Linked DNA regions of Mus musculus: region 2 is linked to region 1. The links are chromatin contacts, called in public Hi-C maps. All regions are on one chromosome and are shown on one strand. Each heading gives the region's core, a stretch centred on a gene start, on an enhancer-like site or on the middle of the called end of the contact. The rest is flanking DNA. Distances are from core to core; before and after follow the strand shown. Region 1 overlaps Cyrib (CYFIP related Rac1 interactor B). Region 2 holds the start of Cyrib (CYFIP related Rac1 interactor B).

What was found. A called contact is a pair of places that touch in the nucleus more often than the background predicts.
Region 2: a Hi-C map of Th1 cells shows a contact between it and region 1, with 2.0 times the contacts expected there. The contact joins the promoter of Cyrib here to the enhancer-like site in region 1. A contact is called at or near these places in 5 of 39 promoter capture datasets (the C10 cell line, embryonic stem cells, macrophages and 2 more), 1 of 15 datasets of contacts at CTCF or cohesin (CD8 T cells), 37 of 484 Hi-C or Micro-C datasets (the AML12 cell line, B cells, the C10 cell line and 21 more), 13 of 115 datasets of contacts at active chromatin or transcription factors (the 230-238 cell line, CD8 T cells, the HPC-7 cell line and 7 more) and 3 of 9 other capture datasets (adipose tissue, liver and pancreatic islet).

The regions. Positions count from the first base shown.
Region 1 is chr15:64,017,457-64,025,395 of GRCm38.p6, forward strand. It overlaps Cyrib (CYFIP related Rac1 interactor B), which reads right to left. Exons shown (of 13, transcript NM_001360036.1): 2 at 5,114-5,164. Among named protein-coding and RNA genes, the nearest start is that of Gm25628, 4.5 kb to the right of the region's middle. Within about 2 kb of position 5,000, at least 98 of the 459 cell types and tissues checked have an H3K27ac peak or open chromatin away from gene starts, as enhancers often do. A contact at or near this core is called in B cells, CD8 T cells, the SCID.adh cell line and 8 more, where this site is marked.
Region 2 is chr15:64,057,379-64,065,317 of GRCm38.p6, forward strand. It overlaps Cyrib (CYFIP related Rac1 interactor B), which reads right to left and starts at 3,070. Exons shown (of 13, transcript NM_001360036.1): 1 at 2,817-3,070.

The DNA.
Region 1 (7,939 bases), core at 3,750-6,249:
CTCTAAATTTGGGAAGGGCTCTCGTGTGCAAGGCTCCCTAAGCGGTTTTGTCTCGTCCTCTGTGGAGTCCAGGGTGGTCTTTCACTTCCAATCTGCAGACCCCTCCAAGTGTTTGGATTATCAGCATGTACCTCCATGCCTAGTCCCAAGTAGTGTTTTAGGTACAATTGATTCTTCATCAAACAGCAATATGTGACCAAACAAGGCATTATCATGACTTGCCTGACACAGGAGGATCACTGGCTCTGGACTGCTCTGGGATACACGACAAGTTATAAATTAGCCCAGGGTACAAAACAAGACTGTCTATAAATAATAATAATTTTAAAACTTCAAATGCCTATAAAAGGACATGGAATCGGGTATCACCTGCCCACAGCAGATTTCCAGCTATACTCTAAGCAGAGCCAAGTTAAGTATCCATATTGTGTATGACGACAGATACGGAAAAATACCCATGCTCCTGTCTTTCCATATAGATGAGTGACTACTTTTCTGAATAGTGCTTTTCTTGCAACTCAAAACTAAATCATGACTACCTTATGAGCTGTTGGTTAGCCAAGCCCCAAAGAATACAGGCTCTAGCATCTCCTTTTGGTGGCCTACTGAAACTAGATTGTAAGGCCTTATTCCTGAACACACACACACACACACACACACACACACACACACACACACACACCAAGCTGGAACTGAGAGCGAGCTCCCTTCCTCCTCTCTAGCTTTTGTGATGATGGACAGTTCTATAACAGAGTACTCGTCAAGAAAGGGCGCCAGTGGCCTTGCTCTGCTGTGAACCCTACAAATTGCAACACTAACCTTCCAGGCAAGATGTCTCTATACCTGCAATGGTGACGCCATCGTCATGGGGCACCCAACTGTTCTATGACTAGACTTGAGACCCACCGCACGCACAAGGTGGAACTCATATCTGATACTGTAACTCCCACCGAAAACCCATGGCTGGGGAAGTCATCAGCCCTGGGAGGACGGGGACTTAACGCTAGCGTTTAGCTACATGCATACGGTGTCAAACTGTGAGGACTATGCCATGCTTCTGCCCGCATTCACAAAAGGCTGCTTTCCTGTTATGGTTTTAAGTACAGGGGAAGAAAGAAGGGCAGAGCGCACTCGCTGCTCCCGTCCCATTGTCTCTTCTTGCCCCTGTGAATCACCCGTGACATTACTACTTCCTGGAAATTCCACTCCTAGGTGCACAACCCAGAATCAGAGCTTAAAATAGCGTGAACACGTGAGCCACTGACATGCCAAAGCCAGATCATGTTGTTTCAAGAGACGTGACGATGTTCACAGCTTCTCAACTCCAAATTCAGAGACATTGCATTACTTGCCTGAAACTGGTCATTGCGGGGATATTTACGCCACAGAAGGCAGCAAACACGGGCCTAGTGAATGGCTCACTGGTAAAGAACACTGGCTGTTCTTTCAGAGGACCCAGGTTCAATTTGCCAGCACCCACATGATTGGCTAACAGCCATCGGTAACCCCAGTTCCAGAGGACTTGACGCCCTCTTCTGGCCCCCATGGGTGCTACATGGTGTACAGACAGACATGCAGGCAAAACACCCATACACATAAAAAGTAAAATTTAAAAGTAAAAAGAAATCACCGGATGCTACAAATAGTTTTTTTATTTTTTTGCCTTTCCCTATGGAGACTGCTGTAAACATTTATTGGCACATCAATATATACTACAGTGCAAAGTGAGGCTCTGCCGCCCTCCCCTGCATGCTGTACCCACGATGCTCATCTGCTCGAAAATTCTTACATCTCAAAGCTTACAGGAAATCCCAGAAGACATTTAACCCTCACATTCCCCCAGCATGGTTTCTTCTTTAGCCCCACTATGCAGTGTCTCTTTACTATTCTTTCATACTTCCATCCCTTTACCACTTGGTGATTATTCTTAGTTCTTGCTGGGGTCAAATCCCAGCTCTGTCCTTACCAGTACAAGTGTACAACCATGAATAACAAGATTGAACTACATTAGGGGTTTTTTTTCCATCTATAAAATAGACATGACAACTGTTCACAATGCAAAGGTCAATGGGTCGTGGGGAGCCCAGCTCCAATGGACACACCTACAGCACTGGCTCAGGCGACACCGCAGAAGAGGGCATGAGGAGGTGTAACCCTTGAAAGTCAGAGTACCGTTAAGTCTACTATGTGACTCTTAGAAAGGGTTGCTGAGTTAGACCCGAACAACAATATCACCAGACATGTTAACATGGAAGGGGGAAATCTCACAGCGACCCAACCCCTAGACAGAGAACACTGACAGAGACAGGGCACTGATGCCTGCTGGGAGGGAGAATTAGCCCCTCCCAGGTTTGAGCCCCTGACTGGTTATCTAATACAAGCAAGCGGTCAGCCCTGAAACCATATACACAGGAAAAATAAAAATGGACTCAGCGGGTTGTATCTATATATTTGTCTATATGTTTGTAACAATAATAAACAAAACGAGCCCATCAAGTTGAGACTAGGGAGGATGTTGGAAGGGCTGAAGGGAGGAAATGACGTCATTATATTTTAATTAGGGATGTAAAATAAACAAATAAAAATACAGATGGCCATAATGATGCCCCCTCACAATTTGTTCTGCCGATTAAGTGGGTTGAGCCAAGAACTCAGAACAGTGTCTGGCACACACTTAATGAGGGTTAATATTGTATGATAGTTCACTTGTTCTCCACGGCTAGTCATTCCTTAAGCCCTTCTCTTAGGTTTTAAATAAAATGACTCTCATTTCATTTCATTTTTGGCTGGTTTATAGATCTTCTTCCCCCTTGCTTTACTTTTTGACATCACTAGTCCTCAATCATTTTAAACATACTATTTTTTGGTTTTACTGAACGGTTAAATTTACCAGCATCTTGGAATGGCTTGTCCTGAGTAGTCAGTCTATAGTGTCTATCTGTGACTTCTGCACAAGTAGTCTTTTTCCTTCTTATGCGAATCCTGTCGGGAATGCACTGATGAAATATCCTCTAGGACTGCGTTTGTGTTTGTGGTACTGGTTAAACTAAGTCTCATGTTAACTGTTCAGGTTGAAAGACAGCATGTTATAAGTAATCAAGATAGAGATTCGATGTGTGTGTGTGTGTGTGTGTGTGTGTGTGTGTGTGTGTGTGTGTGTTACAGTACCAAGTTTTTATTTCTTGTGGGTAACACTCGTTCAACTCATAGTTAAACTTCCAGACAGTGAAGTTTTCTAGCCCCACTGTCATAAAGAAATAAACATTTCCTTTAAGGCTCTTGGATACTCAATGCTACCTTATCTCAGGCCTCACTTCTAGACTCTGTACAATTAACACACCACTCACTGGACCCTTTGCCTGCAAAAGTCCCGTATGTGTCAGAGCTTTTGTTCACACATAACCACTGGCTCATATGTCTCTCTAAATTTCTGGTTGATTCTAGAATGTTTTGTTATAGACTCCCCAAGACCCAATGTTCTTATTTCCATCAACTCCACACATTTGTACTGGGAAGTATTTGTGCAAATCAGCTCGGTGTATCATCTCAGCAAAAACTTCCAGGTCACTGAACCCAATGCAGTCACTCATTCACGCTTCAGTCCTAGCGGTATTAAAATTCCAGCTTACAGGCTGTCCACCGAGCTTAGTAAATAATGGCACTTTCCACACGAGCCCTGTGACCCGAGCTCAGTCCCTAGAACCCACATAAAGGACAACGGAGAGAACAGGCTCCAAACTTTGTCCCCGTGACACTGTCCCCTCCCCACTCAATAATAAATGTAAGATTTCTATAAAATGCATCTCACTCCAGGTTTAGCCTCTAACATCAGAATGTAATATAAAAACTGAAAACTCCAAAATGGTTTGAAAATCCCATATGGCCTCACACTGAAGACTGGCCGACTGTCTTTTATGACATACAACATCGTCTTTCTTTTAGCACTGGACTGACTGTCTTAAGCTAAGCACCATATGGAAGAGATGGTTTGGATGTAGGGGGCATGCTGTGTGATAATTACAGTCTATAAATACAGGAGACACTTGATGGCATGAGATGCTCAAATTTTAAAAGGCACTGAGAACAAAGACTAACAGAAGGAATAGCAGATCCAGGCCTCCTATCATACTCACTCCGAGACAGAGGCCTGCCGGGTGAAATGATATGACCACCTATGCTATTTAAGGTGGTTTTGCCTTCAGTTTGCTTTGTTGAACAACTATGCCTGCATCTGTATAAGCTGAAAACACAGACATGATAAAGTGCTGACTCATCAGGCAGTTCTAGGGAGCATCCTAGCATGGTGGGAATACTGAGCCTCCTGATTCGGGGCAGTTAACTTGGGTAGGATAGTAAACATTTATCCAGCTGTAAAGAATAAGATTTGTGTTTAACTGCACACATAACTCCATTAAAAAAACAAAACAAAACATTAAAACCATTAGAGCACGCCAGAGCAGAGGTTGCCATGGGCCACTGTGCTGAGGGCCCCTTACCATGCTGACGCATCACCACAAAGCTGGCCAGCCACGTGGAATGTGGTGAGGCAACCAAGAGGCACAGGAAAAGAAGACAGAAAATGCCCGTGCCCTGCCAGCCAGGGGGCACCTGAGCTCAAGGAGAATGGTTTTCCCCCACGACAGGCGCCCTCAGAGGGCAAAAATTACGCTGGTTAACCGGCTTGCAAGCCAGGTGTGAATATTGACTCTGCCTTTCATCACAGAACGACTGGGGGCAAGGTCCTTCCTTCCCGTGAATTTGAGCTTGGTAGGGCTACTGTGACTTGGGTAATGTCTACACACTATGAGTCTATGGCTCAGAACTCTTTGCTGCTACTGTTACCTGGGGCAGGAAGGTAGAAGTATCACCTCACTTCCAAATTAGTTATTTAAAGTCCTAGTCTGACTCAACAGCCTACAGATGCTCAGCGTTCATGGGCCAAGGAGATGATGCGTTATGTGCTGTCACTTCCATGGGGTGGGGACGCTTCTACTGAAGTGAAAGTCACATCTGGCTCGCTGCCCCACCCACTCCGTTGTTTCTTCAGAGTGAGAGTGAGCAGTGCAGGGTTAGAGCCAGGTGGCTAGGGTCCCATGCCAGCTCTGTTACTTACCAATGCAGTAGCCTTGAAAGGATCTCAGATCCCGGGCCTCGGCGTCTTCTCCTGTAAGAAGAGTGACAGCAAGGATTAAGCGAGCTACAGCAGCACGCCGAAAGCCACCAGGAAGTCCTGGCCGTCACCATTACGTCTTCCCTTCCGATACTAGTAACATGGTCTGAGAGGACGACTTGTAAGTGCCAGTTACACAGACCAGGCCAAAGCGTCCCATCTTTACACGTGGTACCATGGGACTGTCACCTACAAAGACCATGCTCAAGAACTATGGAAGTGCCAGGCATAGTTCTTTGATCACACACCTTTGATCCCACTACTTGGGAGACTGAGTTCAGAGCCAACCTGGTCTCCATAGTGAGTTTCAGGATAGCCACAATTTTGGGGTTTTGTTTTTGGTTGGTTGGCTTTGTGCCCTGTCTCAAAAAAAAAAAAAAAAAAAAAAAAACTAAACAAGGAGAAAACAAACAAACAAACAAACGTATGCAATCAAGTTACAAAAACAAACATCACACAGATTTCTCACGTTTGGACTGGAGAGATCATTCAATGGTAAGGATGCTTACTGGTCCTGCAGAGGACGAGGATTCAATTCCCATCCCTCGCACTAAACAGTTTACAACCGTCACTCCAGCTCTAAGGAATCTGACACCCTCCTTTGGTCTCAACAGGTACCTGCACAGGTGTGATACACAGAAACTCATGCAGGCACATTCCTTTAATCTCAGTGCCCAAAAGGCAGAGGCAAGTGGATCTCTGTGAGTTCAAGGACAGCCAGGTGTACACAGTGAGTTCCAGACCATCAAGAACTAGAGTGAGACCCTGCCTCAGAAAAAAAAAAGTAAATGAAGTAAGAGTTTTTAAAATGTCACATTTTAAGTTAAGTTTACAATGTTGTGTTGGGCTACATTCAAAACGACCCTTGCAGCATGCAGCCCATGGGTCACAGGTTAGACGCACAGCAGCAATGTTTCTCAAATCCGTCTCTCACTTAGTGCTGAAAATAACACTAGCCATCACAAGGATGGGGGGTGGGAGGAGATGGGGGGGAGAGGGGGGAGAGGAGAGATGGAGATGCGGGAGAAGGAGCTCTGAGAATAATTTGCTGACAGTTGCACAGATGAAGGCAAAGCCCCAAACATCTGTAACTAAGGACCATCAGGATGGACACCCTAGTCTCAGTCGTAGAGGGTGGGGTGGGGTCATGCTGTGCTCTGAGATTCTGAGTCCTGGATGGCTACAGAAACCCTGGTCCCAGAAAAATATGTTCAGCTCAACTTGACTCTGAACTGATCTCAGCCATTCTGTCCCTGAATCATTTCCTGTTTGGGGTTTCTGTTCTGCACAGAGAAGAAAGCAAGCATGCACAGTGCCCTCAGAGGTCTCACTCTTGGAAACCAATCTCTCAGAGCGGAAGCTTAGGCATCAAAGAGTTTTCAGAAAACCAGGGTTCAACAGCAGCCCCCTTGACACGTGACCTGCACTCCGCTTGAAATGGAGGCAGAGGGGCGTCTACACACACTCACTGCCAGATGGAGTGGAGCGGAGTGAGCGCCCTTGGCCAGGATCAAATCTTCAGCTGCCGGGGAGTTCTCACTTAGCTTTTCATTGAGTTCTGAAAATACCGGAAGCCACTTAACCGGCTTCATTTTATTCACAAAAGGTGTGGGGCGGGGCCTCCTTGTCTCAGGAGGCCATTGTCTGCTGCTGTCACCCCGTGTGCTTTGCCAGCTCTGCTTCTGTTCACAGGGACAAGTGCCTTCCCCTTCTTCTTGTTGTATGCTTTAACATTCCCTTTTAAACTCATCACAAACGCTTAAAGAAAGGGAAGACCCAACTGAAAGGCTGTCTAAGCCATGCTCACAGCCATATCTTCAAATGTGTATGCACACATGTACATATACCTTATCACACACATATACACACCATATATAAGTATAACCCACACCACACAGTCTACAAACATATACCTATATGCCACACTACACACACACAGTGCACACATATAAGTGCAACATACACATAACACATTACGTGCCATACACATGTACAAATTCATGTACACATAACATACCATATACATGAACAAATGAAACACACACCACACACCTATAAACCACATACATACATATATATAGCACATATCACACATACAATGAATACACATATTCCACTTAAACATATACAACATGCCTACCACACACAATGTGAAAGCACACATGCACACACACATGCATATCATGTATACTCATACCATATACATGTATCATACTACATACATGCATCACACATATATCATATACCCCACAGGTATATCACATAGCAGATACACACTATGAGTACACCACACATGCACACATATACTCACCATGTCATAGGTATATATATATATATATATATATATATATATATATATATATATATATATGTGTGTGTGTGTGTGTGTGTGTGTGTGTGTGTGTAATATACATATATATCATAAGCAAGTTATATAGACACACAACTGCCACTTCTCCCATCCCTCTTATTCTGATTCTTTGACAAGGATTTTTAGAACAGAACATGGGGACAAGTTCTTTACTTGGGAACTTTTAAAGGTCTTGCATAAAATCCTAGAAATGAGAAGAGGCAATGGGGACTCTCACAGAAGTCTTGGCTTGCTTTGTTTTTTAAAACCACTAAGGAAGCTGAGCACTGTGTAACCTTGATGCAAACCCCGGACACAGTGCCTATGGCAGCAGGAAGGTGGTATCTGAAGACAGGTGACTATCTCTCACCCCCAAGGTTCTTGCAAAGAGAAACTGGGCCATACTGCAGACTCATCAC
Region 2 (7,939 bases), core at 1,820-4,319, 38 kb after region 1:
CGTTTTGTCTATGCTCTGACAGGCAAGACTGCCACTACTATTGCCATAATTGGTCTTGTTCTCGGGACTTCCATCACATAACTGATGCAGATTCAAGTGCACGACTCATCTGCCCATTTTACAGATGAGAACACTGCACAGAACCTTGGATGCACATGAGTGAGCAACAGAAAAATGGGTTTACATTTGGATCCTACTCTCTTATGAGTACCCTGTGCGATGGGCAAGGGCTAGAACTAGCTCACCAGTTTGCAGGCAGGAAAAGGGGGCTTCAAGGTGATAGTGATGTAAGACCACCTGCTGACCACTCAGATGAACTGATGTTATGGGTGTTTGTCTGTGTCAGACAGCAGCTCATCACATAGCACAGGCTGGTCTCGAACCAGTGATCTTCCTGCCTCAACATCCATAGTGTTACATTACAGGTAGGCACCACCACACCCAGTTCACGCAACCAGTTTAAATCTACACAGCACAGCCTCAGACAGATTTGTTAAAGATAGCCAAGTGCCCACACCACCAAAGCCACAAGAAAGGTGGTTTCTCCAATCAAAGAGATGGCAGAGATGCTGGACATGCAGCCACAATCTCCTGGCATCAGTGTCTCTTAAGAGCCCTTTCTGTGCACCCGTCTCGAGATGTAAGGCCCGCCAGGGACTAGGAGCCATGACTTTACTTCAGGAAGAACCACCAGAGAACAACATCAAGGTCACTTTGATGCCAGATGCTGACCTTGGGATGTAGACAGAATGTATTCACAAAGCACAGAGGGGGAGCCATCACTTTCTCACTCATTCAGAACACAGGTCCATCTTTCCCAGGATAAGCCAGACACAGTTGTCAAGGTGACACAAAGCCATTCAGGATGCAGAGGACCACCAGAACCCCAGGCTAGATTTGCAGCCCTAAGGTCCTGCACCTGCCTCTCCCAGGCTGAGTAACAGGAAGCCCTGGCCTCACACCAAGTCTGGGTGAAATGGAAAGATTCTCTCTTGCCACACAGGTGACTGTGGCCACCATGTGCATTAACAAGAGCTGTGTAGCAGTGTCTCTGAATGGAGGAGCTTGCTTGCCTCGGTAGTAAATGAATGGAAGTGACCAGGGACACAGTGCCACACACCTGTGGTCTCAGAACTTGGGTAGCAGAGGCTGGAACATTCACAAGTTCTGGGCCAGCCTGTGATACATCATAAGGTCCTGTCTCAACACGTCAAGAAATTAACAAAGCAAGAAGCAGTCGCTCTCAGACTTCAGAGACATGCACACAAGGCTTTGGATGTGAAAAGAAAGAGGGGGGAAATGGCTGTTAGACAAAGCAACATTTCCTTAAAATTTCCCAAAGTGCACAAATACCTCCCTCCTCTCTCTCTCTCTCTCTCTCTCTCTCTCTCTCTCTCTCTCTCTCTCTCTCTGTGACACACACACACACACACACTCATAATCTACAGCATACTTATTACAAAGTGCCTCCAGGAAGAAAGCCTAGCCAGGTGACCTGTTCTGCAGGCTCCACCACAGGAGAAAAAGCCACCTCCCCCAGCCTCCTTCCCAGTTACATGGAGCCCAGGGCCTGGGAAATCATTCCAGCTGGCAACCCTGCCAGCCACCTCCACTGTCATCGCAAAAAAAAAAAAAAAAAAAAAAAAGCTTCCTTTTTCTCCACACTGAATACAACCCTCCAAGAATAGGGAGAGTCTCAATCAAAATCAGAGTGGAAGCTTCCTCAGAGGGAGTCCCTATTTCCTCCAGGGATCCGCGGATTTCTGGAGGCTGAAGTAACAAAACATGGCTCTGGTGATGATGGGGTGGAAGTTAAGGGCAAAGAAGGCAAAAATGAGGAAGCCTACGGGCTCACTTCTCAAAATTTACCAGCCACCAATTCATTTCACAACTATCTATAGGAAGCCTCCCTGTGCTCCCGCCCGGCACGTGTCTTAAGGGATGAAGGCATTAAAGGGGAGGTGACATTCCCACCCTGAACCTCAAGGCCAGGAAACCTAGTCCCATTTACTGCAGGCCAGAACTGAGAGCGGCCCATTTTACAGACACAAGGAGCCGAAAGACCCAGAGAATGCAGACAACTTGGCCAAGGTCACAAAGCTTGTGAGTGGTAGGACCAAGAATTAGACAGAGGTGCACAGCCACGTGACTCTCCCTGCTGCGCCACCTTCACACTCAAGCCCTCCCCCACCCCTCCATTTCTAGCGGCAGGGTGGGGATCTGAGACAACCCCCTAGGGCTCTGCTTGCAAAGGAAGTCCGGGTTCCTCTTTCCTCCCACCCCAGACACAAGACCCACATTCAGAGGACACACGGATTCCTTCCAGACCTACTGTGTGTGCACGACCCCCAGAAAGCCCTGTGGGCTCCAAATGCCTCCACCTCTGAACACTAAACTTCCATTTTTCAAAAAAAAAAAAAAAAAAAAAACTGATAATGATGATGATGATGCCGATGATGATGAAAACATAACGGGCAAAGAGGAAGTGCTGTTTAAACGCCGGCGGGGGTCGGAGCAGAAGGAAGTCAGGCTGGTGCGAGTCTATTCGCCCTTTTGGTTCCTCAATTCAGCCTCCTGGCCTGGAACCCCCACCCCCACCCCCAAAATGAAGTTAGCGGAGGGCAGCGCGGAGCCCGGGTCAGGCCCTGCAGCGCTCACCTGGCCTGCAAGAGGGGTGTGCCCGGGGACAACCACTCGGACCCCGCGCCCCAGCCTCCCAGTGCACAGCGCCCCAGGCGCTCGCTCGCTCCCTCCCTGCAGCCCGGTGAACCAGGGCGGCGACGCCGCAGCAGGCTCCCGGCCGGCCCTGCACGTACCTGGCGGCCCGACGGGCGGGCGGGCGAGCTGGCGGCGGGAGCCTGCGGTGCACACACGCCGCTTCCGGGTCGGCGGCTCGCGCGTCCCCGCCGCAGGTTCGCGAGCGGCCCCGCCGCGGCAGCAAGCGACAGCAGCAGCAGCAAACGGCAGCAGCAGCGGCCCGGCCCCGGCGCGGCCAGAAATCGCTATAAAAGGAAGAGGCGGCGAGGAGGAAGAGGAAGCGCTGTTTACCTTCGCAGCCCAGCCCGGCGCCGCACAAAAGGAGGACGCGACGCGCCGCCCCCCGCGCCCGGGCCCCGCCGCAGCACGGGCCCCGCGTCACCGCGCCCGGGACCGCCCCGCACCGCCCCCGCCCCAGCCCGCACAGTGACCTTGGGCGAGTCCCGGGCGCCTAGGCCCGACCCCCAGGGCGCCGGGTCCCCGCGGCCCCTCCCTCACCTGGGACGAGGGGTCGAGATGCGCTCGGCTCGGGCGCCACCTGCCTGGCTGCCCCTGGACCGCGGGAGCCGGGCAGAAAAACACCCATGGGGTCCAGTGGTGCAAGCCCGGGCACCAATAAAGCAGAGGCGATGCGAGGAGGGGGTCTGGGCTACCCACACGGTCACACGGTCGTCCCAGGACTTGTGATTTAGCGAAGGGGAAACTCCCCAAATACCATCTCCTTGTTGGGATTTTTGGTGTGGGGACCCCTGTCCTTCCCTTTGCCTAGGACATCATTAAGGGGCATTTTCCCCCTCTCCTTTACTCCTCTGCCCTCAAGTCCATGTCATCGTTATCTTGATTTTCAACCAGATTTTTCAGGAATATTTAATGTTCCGTGAAATATCTTTTCCCTGACCTCTAACGTGGTATCAAAAGGGTTACATCCACAACTTTTGCCCCTCCTTCTCATTCTTATCACCCCTCCACCTGTGCTAGGGGCTTGGGGGTACAATATTGGGGACTGATTTACCTTGGACTATTTCATCTTTAACAAAGGGGTGTGTCCAGATTTTCCTTAACCTGGGCCAATTCGGGGAACTTGGGGTTGCTGAGGCCTCCAGGACGGTTCTCAGGGAATTTTTTTGATTGCAAAAAAACTTTGTAGTGCTGGGTAGAGCCACTCTGATGATGAAAGCTTGCTTGCACTGGGACAAGCGAGAAAGGGTGTGTGGCCCACTTGGCATAGCAAACCCAAAGGGAAAGCAGAAGTGCTTTCTAGAAGTCTCTGGAGGTTTTTAGGCCAAGGGAAGAATTGCCTGGGAGGCTAAGGGCCTGAGTTCAAGTCCTCCCTGACCATTGCACTTCATGACCCTGGTCCAACATCAGAGCCTGCCAGGGCATCAGAACTCTTGGCTCTGGGGAGCAGATGCCATCTTAACAGTGTAAGAAGTGGTCTGAATATTGAATCAACGGTCAGCTATAAAGTTGAGGGGACAGCAGAAGAGGTTTTAAACCTGGGCACAGCAGAGAGCATGCAAAATGGGAGGGCCTCAGTCTGGAAGTTCAGAGTGAACCAGGTGCCAGAGGCTGTGCCCACCTCACTTAGCTCTCACCACAGTCCATGAAGCAGCCTGCCCAGAGTTACACATGAAGAGGCTGAAGCAGGGACAGATGGCATCAGCCTGAGGTCATGCCTATCACATACCAGAGGAGCCAGGCAAGCACCCAGGTTGTGTCACTTGAAGCCCAAGGACGTGCCCAGTCTGAGCCATGTGAAATGGAACAGACTGTAATGAGTCTATATACAGAACCTAGAAAGGCTATGACCATTGCTGCTGCTCCTATTGGAATAAGTGTTAAAAGACTCAAGGACCTAAGAAGCTGGGGGGACTTCAAACAGCTTAGGGCAATTGGAGTGCAGCCTGAGTGTGGGCAGGAGGCAGGGAAGAGCAGGGGAAGAGGAGGGCATGGTCAGGGGTCTACACTTAGCCTGTGTTCCACTGAGTTCACCACTTGCTAGCTTGAATTCCAACCAGTCATTCCCATGTGTCTCAGATAGGAAAGTCTGTTCCCAGATTCAGAGGCTGAGTCTTGCTTGTTCAATCAGACTCTGGTATGCTTGTCAGATGCAAGCAAATGGAGAGCTGGAAAGAGTGTTTTCAGAGTCTTTGTGGCAAGTCTGTGGTGGCCTGAGAGATCAACCCTGACAATAAATAGTGAACTCCAACATCCTGTAAGGAACACTACCTGCCATTCCCAACGACACAGGCACAGGCACGTCATGTACCCCCTCCCCGGCCCCCCCCACTGTCACTCGTCCATCTGTAAATGGATATGATAATGTCACCTTCCTTCCGGTATAGGAAGGACTGACTACATGAGATGATGAATTTTACATGATTTGCCAACTGTGGTGCCATCTTTTTATCTTAATATTAAAATCTGGATCTCATGGCATCTTTCGAGCAAAAACTTGTATTTCCTTTGTGTGTGTGTTTGCAGGAGCGGATGCTGCCCTGCCTAAAAATCGACAGAAGGTGAAAGTCAGGTGACTCAGGCACTTACTGTTGTCCTGCTGGGTTAGTAGTTTACAATTAAACACATGCTGCATCCCAACATGACCAAAGCAAACTCAGGGAAGGCCTCTTGCCTGTTTGTCTGGCTCCCCTCCCCTCTGGCCCTACAGATCCCAGAGATGATGCAGAAGCTGCTAAACTAGATGGAGCCCGGCCAGATGCTGTGCGGGGACACAGTAGTGCACACGGAAGATGCCTGCAGATGGCTCATCAGCACATCAGGCCGGATGGACATCCTTCTCCGTGATGTAGCGTGTCCTGCTGTATGTAGCATGAAGCTAAAGCTGGAACAGTGGTTCTCATGGACAGCACAAGGAGTTTGAGCCTTCCAAAGCCCAGGAATCAGAGGTTCGAGGCCAGCGGGGCCATGGAGCAAGGCCTTGTCTCAAAAACACAAAATCTGTGGGGTGCAGTGGCACATGCCTTTAAAGCCAGTGCCCAGGAGGCAGAGGCAGGAGGATCTCTGTGAGTTTGACAGTCTGGTCTACATAGTGAGTTCCAGGCCAGCCAGAGCCACACAGTGAGACCCTGTCTCAAGAAAAACAAAACAAAACAAAACAAAACAAAACAAAACAAAACAAAACAAAACCAACCAGATAACCAAACAACATGTGTCCTGTGGGGGCTGCTGGGGACTGCTGGACTAGGGAGCAGGAAGCGTTGGAAAGTGAGTGTGTGATGTGTAAAGGGTTTCCTTTGAGATAATAAATTCATGCTTTAATCAAATCCCAGGGATGGATAGCCATGAAGAGCGCATGGAATGTCTCGGAACAGCTTTCGAATCTGGGCTCTGTAGATGTTACATGAACTACGTTATATTAGAGTATCCCATTGTATCTGCAACCAGAAATGGATCAGAGTGGGGGACTCTCGGCAAGCAAGTGTGGTGGGAAGTCCTCGGGAGGGGTCACTGCCTTTTACAAATAGTTCTACAGCAACTAAAACTAAAACAAGACTTATTAACTCAGAACATGTATCAGTGTTACCTGACTGAGTTTGTGTTTTTAGGAAAATAAAGAATGAAATACCATTCAGATACTTAAGAGAGTTTTTTTTTTTTCATTTTTTATTAGGTATTTAACTCATTTACATTTCCAATGCTATACCAAAAGTCCCCCATATCCACCCACCCCCACTCCCCTGCCCACCCACTCCCCCTTTTTGGCCCTGGTGTTCCCCTGTACTGGGGCATATAAAGTTTGCAAGTCCAATGGGCCTCTCTTTCCAGTGATGGCCGACTAGGCCATCTTTTGATATATATGTAGCTAGAGTCAAGAGCTCCGGGGTACTGGTTAGTTCATAATGTTGTTCCACCTATAGGGTTGCAGTTTTTTTTTTTTTTTGTTTTTTTTTTAAGTCAAATCTTGTCTATCTTTTTTTTTTTTTTTTTTTTTTTTTTTTTTGAAACATGAGCTTTTGTAGCCCAGGCTGTCCTTGAATTCATCAGATAGCCAAGGCTAACATCGAGCTCCTGATGCCTCTATCCTTTTTACAGGTGTGTATTGCCACGCCCATTTTTCATTTTCTTTTTTACTTGCATTTTTATTAGGAAGGCTCTGAGGGAAAGTATTTAGTCATGTTCTACCTCTGTTTTCTTCCTGTGAAATGGGCTGACGGTGAGGCCTACAGCAAGGTATTGTGGGAGGCAGTAGGGTGATGGAGGTAAAATTTCACTTGGAAGATGCTTAATAATGGGAGTGTGGCTATCGTCACTGTAAGGTAGATGAAGTATTTCAAAGTGTGGACCCATAAGGAGAACAAACTGAAGAGCACCTTGGTGACCTGGGCTATAGCGACAGAGGTGATGGACAGATGTCTGTGTCACACATGGCATGGCAGATTTGGCTCCAGAAACCGAAGCTATGGAGAGGCCACTCAAGTGTGGTCAGTGACTCCGTTGACAGACCAACCCATAGCTGGAAGTGCTAAGAGGCAGGAACTAGTTTCACGGAGTGGGTGGCTGGAAGCGTCTTTGGGAGGATCTTATCCTTTCTCTGACGGGCACCACAATACCCCGCTTCAGGCCCATGAATTAAAAATCTATAGAAAAAAAAAATCATGGCCAAAGACTCTTTCCTCCACCATGTTGACTTGGCCCAGTATTTGCTCACAGCCATGAGAAACAGTGACACAAATCTAAACCCCAGGGGCTTCTTTCTCTTTTGTTCTTGCCTGGAGTCTGGGGTCCTGGTAGACATTGGGTTCAGAAGAGGGCCTTATTCCAAGTTGAAGATTACTGACTTCACAGTCCTCATATGGTAAAAGGGCAAAGGTCAGTGTCTGGGCCTTTGTCTAAATGGTACCAATACCTTTTATTAGGGCTCTGCCCTATGCCCAAATAACCTCCCAAAGGTCCCACCTCCTTGTGTCGCATGACATTTGAAGTTAGGACTTTAATATATGGATATAGAGGGCCACATCAAGGTTCTTTCCATTGCAAGGAGACTTTAGAAGTATCCCTGTCAAGAGGTGTGGTGTTGGAGCAGATATGACTAGTTCCTCTTCTTCTCTCTCCTCACTAAACTCTGAAGACATGAGATGGGAGAGCATTGGCTAGGGTATGTTGCTGGCACTTCAGAAAAAACTAGCTATCAAAAAGGCCAATGAAGAAACGGCCTGGTGTG